Linked DNA regions of Mus musculus: region 1 is linked to region 2. The links are chromatin contacts, called in public Hi-C maps. All regions are on one chromosome and are shown on one strand. Each heading gives the region's core, a stretch centred on a gene start, on an enhancer-like site or on the middle of the called end of the contact. The rest is flanking DNA. Distances are from core to core; before and after follow the strand shown. Region 1 has its middle 18 kb from the start of Gm30871. Region 2 has its middle 47 kb from the start of Gm30713.

Region 1 (2,700 bases), core at 172-2,671, 310 kb after region 2:
CTCAAGAGCACCATGTGTGAACTAGTTTAGACTGTTACGGTGTAGGCATACACACTCTCACAACAGTGATGACTCAGTATCTTCTCTCTACATTAAGTGTCTTGAGACTCTCACCCCTTCTGGTGAGCCACATGTTGATTCTTGAATCCACCTTTAAGTGGATTTGTCAAAGCCAGTCTCTCTGATTGCCATGTTTGGATGAGGCTCCAAAGCCAGGGGCAGGGCCCAGGCACTTTGCTGGTGATCCACCATAATGAATGTCTGCTCCTGATCATGGGTCAGGAGAAAGGCTAATGAGGACGCTGTATCTTGTATCTTAGTGGTGGCAGAGGTGGACATGTTGCTGAGATACTGCTAGAGTTTCCTCGACAGCCAGAACCCCAGACCTGAACTCACTGCTATAACTAACTGTAAAACAGGATTTCAGAGACATCTGGCATCCCTCCATGCTTTTGAATTGTATCACTATGTTTGTATTGTTCTTTTAATCTTACAACATGAGGCAGAGAAGATTATTTTTGATGTCTCGTTAAATAAGACTTTACAAAACCCTGCCTGCGATGTTCAGTATTTAGAAACAAGAGCAGATTCTCTTGGTGGATTCCATCCCAACTCTTATTCTGTCCTTAATGGAGGAACACCATCTTTTGACTTAGGACTCCAGCTACCTACCAGCCACATAGGTAGACTCACCGAAGCGCCAGTCATCCTTAGGAGCTCTAATAGGAATCCCCAACCTGGGCAATCAGCAAGCAGAGCTCTTCTGGGGCTATGGCATACTGGCCAGCTGTTTTCAGGCACTTCCTGCTTGGCCAATGTTTGTGTCCGTTCTGCAAACTCCATGAAGGGCAGGGAGGGTGAACCGAGCTCTTCCTGCTGTATGGAGGTAGTGAGAGGCATCTGTCAGGACTGTGTGCTTGGAGGATTCCAAGTGTTCATGAAGACATCTTAGTGAGGGCTTGCACTCAGGGTTCTAGACCTTTCTTCAGAGTGATTTCCATGTTTAACTTCTCATTTTTGTTGTTGTTGTTGTTGCTGCTGCTGCTGCTGTTGTTGTTGTTGTTGTTGTTGTTGTTACAGCCAAGAACAGCTATGGCAGGACCACTTGAGAAGTCTCTGCACCTGCTGCAGCCTTTGGGAAAGACGGCTAATGGCTTGTTAGAAATGCCTGTGGTGGTTGCTGGCTCTGGCATGGTGTGGTTCTCCAAAGGCTGCAGTCCAGTGTCCCTGAGGTTCTCATAGTTCAGGAGGTGGGCTCAGCAAGGCAAAGCCATTTGAAATGACAAGCATTAGGTGATAGTGGCGGGGGAAGGGGGTGACAGTGGGGGAGGCTGTCTACAGACCTGACATCAGGGCAGGTATGTACTGCTCAACACAGTGCATCACCACCTCTGTGATCACAGGAAGCATGGGGGCCAGGACCATGCTTGCTCTTACAGAGAGAGAGACCTTGAAAAACAGGCAGTGATAGCGTTGGCTACCATCCCCACCACTGAAACCATGTCCACAGCTCCAGGGTTTCCTGAGCCACCCACCTTCAACTAGCAGTCACCCAGCTTCAAAGGGTTTCTTATTAGCATTCTCCCTGCCCCTGTTACCCTTCACCCCGCTGGGAACAAGATCATAACCTACAGAGAGCAAAGGCTGTCAGAGTAAAGAGCAATAACGGCTGTAGCCACAGTCATTTAGAATACACCCAGAGTGCTGACCACATATACGCAATACCTGTGAAAGGGCATGAAAGGCGTACCTTGCTTAGATGAGGAAACTGGTTCTGGGGATGGACATGTGTGAGGCTCTGAGGAACGGATGCAGGTATGTGAAGTGGTATTTAGCTCCCCCACACACCTCCAGTTGGCAGATTCCAGGAAGGACAGAGAGGAGGCATTCAGGGATTCAGGTGGAACAAACAGAAAACACTACAATGTGACAGCTCTGACAGCATGTCCCAGGGGTAAGCACAAGTCCTGTGAGTATGCACCATGACTCAAACAGTGAAGAGGCTGGGAAGAGGAAGTAGTCAGATGATGGGAACTGGAGCGGATGGCAGGCTGTGCGGATCTGCTCTTTTGTCTTGGGGGATGACAGCAAGAGTGCCTAATCAGATCTGCGGGCAGCCACACTAAGTCAAATGTTGTGGTTTCCCATTCACTGATGCAACAAAGCCAACACAGCTCCATGCATATTGTTGCTATCTTTAACTGAAAAGGTACCAAGGAGTTGGGGATGTTGTTTCGATGAGCTTGCTTGGCATTCTGGAAACCCTGGGCTCCATCCCCACAGCACCACATAAACCAGGTGTGGAGGTGCACACCTGTAACCCCAGTGCTGGGGATGAGGCACAGGAGGATCAAAAGCTCAAGACCACTCTGAGGCTACATGGCAAGGTTAAGGCCAGCATGGGCTAACATAAGACCCTGTCTCAAACATACAAACAAACAATCCAAGACAAAGTAAATACAACAAATAAAGATACCAACGAGCTGGGTGTGGCTCAGTGTTGGAAACCAGGTTACTGTTTGAGATGCCCAACACTATAAAACTGAAAATGAAAAGCAGAGATTCTGCAGGTCTTTCGCTTTGTTATTTTCAGTTTTTATTAGATTTATAGTGTGTATGTGTATCTGTGTAGGTATGTGCAATGTGTGTGCAGGTGCCCAGGGGACCAAAGAAGACACTGGACCTTGGATCTTACAATCA
Region 2 (2,700 bases), core at 99-2,598:
CCACCCAGTGAGAAGAGAAACTCCTAACTGCCTTCAAATGAGGACGTAGAACTCTTGGCTCCTCCTGCACCATGTCTGCCTGGATGCTGCCTTGGTTCCCATCATGATGATAATGGACTGAACCTCTGAACCTGTAGGCCAGCCCCAGTTAAATGTTGTCCTTTATAAGAGTTGCCTTGGTCGTAGTGTTTCTTCACAGCAATGAAACCCTAACTATAACAGTGGACTCTATTATCTGTAAACCAAACAAACCTTTACCTTCCCTGTTACTTTTGGTTATGGTGTTTACCACAGCAACAGAAAGCCAAAAAGGACAGTCATACCTATTTGGCTTGAGATTAATCTATCTCTTACTCTTCCTGAAGAGAGAGCTATATTTTGGGTCAGGAGCTATGTATCGAGATAAAACAAAGTGAACAAAGAGACAGTCTCATAATTCAAACTTGCAACATTATTCTTGTGCATAACAAAGAGAAACAGAACAGACACTCTGAACTAGCGAGCAAGCACTGCAGAAATTAGGAACTGACAGATAAGCCTGCTCCAACCAGGGCCCTTTGATGTGGGCATCTGCGCGCTATCTGGGCCTCTGAACATATCAATAAACTTTGATGTGAGGAGAACCGGGTGGTAGGAAGTGTGCGCTGTTACGTTTGTGTTTGTTTAGCTGCAGTACACAAACGCCCCCGGGGCTCCCGGGTACATTCTGGGGCTGTGGCTTCTGGCATTTCAGAATTCCTTCAGCTACTCATCTTCCATCCTGGGAGTCTTTCCTGGAGCCTTTGGAAATCAGATTGCTGCCTGCAAAGTACGTCTACAGAACGGAGTGCAGCTAGGATCTCGCAAAAAGTGATAGGCAGCGAGGAAGAGCTGAGTCACCCGAGATGGACAGTGTAGGCGTTGCTTCTTCCATTATATCTAAATTACCTTCTCCTTTACGTTCGGTTTATTTATGGGTGTGCACACAGGCAAAGAATGGCTATTAGGGCTGTAAACTGAGACAAATACAGAGATTGATAGCCTTAAAAATAGTCCACGAGGGAATTCAGGGTCTTGTTTAACCATCTCTGAAATGTGTCTCCTCCAGCATTCGCGGGTGTTATAAAATTTATAAGCCTGGGATCACACTGCCCATGTGGTTCACAAAGGCAGGACTGGAAGTTCATCTCAGAATTCCACATCTGAAGGGAGCCTCTCGGTGACATTCTGAGTGGGTGTCACCTTAGCACACTGTCCGTGTCTGAAGGTCATGGAAGCCAGACTCAGAGCTGGAATTCAAACGGTACCACCATCAAGAAGTAAGGTCTGGGAGGAAAGAGGAGTCTGCTCACTGGCCAGAGGAGGGCAGGGCAGGACCACTGCCCCCTGAGGCAGAGGTGGAGCCTCTTCCCGCATTCAGGCAGGTTCCGCAGGTTGGCAGGAGCTTCTTGTTAAACTTCAAGGAACTTTGCAATTCTGTTTTTATACATAACCGCTATGAATCCAGCTGAGTGCACACCTGTGACTCTGGCACTCAGGTTTTCAAGGTCAGCCTTGGCTGCCTAGCAAGTCAAAAGCCAGCCTGGGCTACATGCAAGCCTGTCTCAAAAACAAAATCAACAACTCAATTGCAAAGTTGCATCGCACAGAAATATTTTTTTAAGAACTGAGTTAATTCTTGCTGAATATCCTGGTTGTGGGATGGTCACCAAGTAGGGCCTGGCTGGTAAAAGCAGGTCACTGAGGGCAGGCCTTAGAAAGTTCTCCCCAGCCTCTAATCCCAGACCACTGCGCCCAGTCCACCACGATGTGAGAAATTCATAGGCTCCCTCTACCATGCCCTCCCACCATCGTTGACTGAGACCATGTGCTAAAACAACCCTCTCTTAAGTTGTTCTTGTCAAGTATTCCTGTCATGGTGACACAAAGGTAAGAAAAATGGGGTCAGGCAACCTTATCAACTTGAGTATTCTCCTGCAGTGGTTTGTTGAGCATGACCTTAAAAAGCCCTGTGTAGCCTTCATGTATGTTTTCCTGTGTGTATTTCATGTGTGTTTTCCTGTGTTGCCTTCATGTATGTTTTCCTATGTGGTCTTCATGTATGTTTTCCTGTGTGGTCTTCATGTATGTTTTCCTGTGTGGTCTTCATGTGTGTTTTCCTGTGTGGCCTTCATGTGTGTTTTCCTGTGTAGACTTCATGCCCCTTTTCCTGTTTTTTTGTCCTTTGGGTTTGGGTGGAAGGGTCAGAAGTCCAGGAGGGCTGAACAGTTTGCGTGGAACTCTTCATGATGGATAGAACACTCCTTCCCATGACACCCCTCTTACATTTAGATTGGAGTCAGATTCTTACGTGTGTCCAAGATCCATCTATAGTAGAAGTTAACAGGTAAATAAGCAATTTCTTCCTTTATTTTCTGCCCTTCTATGATACTCAAAGGTAGAAATCAGAGCATTACAGACTCCACTGTGAGCAGGAGCTGGCAGAGGGTATGAGAGAGTGTTCTGTGTAACAGGCCCTGTCTTCCTTAGCTGGGGTCATCTAATTAGGCGGCTGCTGGCATTCATTTTCCCAGCTGCCTGTGGTGGGCATCATGAAACTGAAGCATGGAGCTATGGAACTCACTGCAGCAAATTTCCAACCAGTCTTAAGAATGAAACAGTCTTGCCACCCACAGGGCTCTATCTCCCATGGACATGAGTGGCTAGGTTAAAGTATGAAAT

The links. A called contact is a pair of places that touch in the nucleus more often than the background predicts.
Region 1: a Hi-C map of the N1E-115 cell line shows a contact between it and region 2, with 8 times the contacts expected there. The contact joins two enhancer-like sites. A contact is called at or near these places in 2 of 484 Hi-C or Micro-C datasets (the HL-1 cell line and the N1E-115 cell line) and 1 of 9 other capture datasets (embryonic stem cells).

The regions. Positions count from the first base shown.
Region 1 is chr8:125,647,585-125,650,284 of GRCm38.p6, forward strand. No RefSeq gene overlaps it. Among named protein-coding and RNA genes, the nearest start is that of Gm30871, 18 kb to the right of the region's middle. Within about 2 kb of position 1,422, at least 41 of the 459 cell types and tissues checked have an H3K27ac peak or open chromatin away from gene starts, as enhancers often do. A contact at or near this core is called in the N1E-115 cell line, where this site is marked.
Region 2 is chr8:125,337,068-125,339,767 of GRCm38.p6, forward strand. No RefSeq gene overlaps it. Among named protein-coding and RNA genes, the nearest start is that of Gm30713, 47 kb to the right of the region's middle. Within about 2 kb of position 1,349, at least 51 of the 459 cell types and tissues checked have an H3K27ac peak or open chromatin away from gene starts, as enhancers often do. A contact at or near this core is called in the N1E-115 cell line, where this site is marked.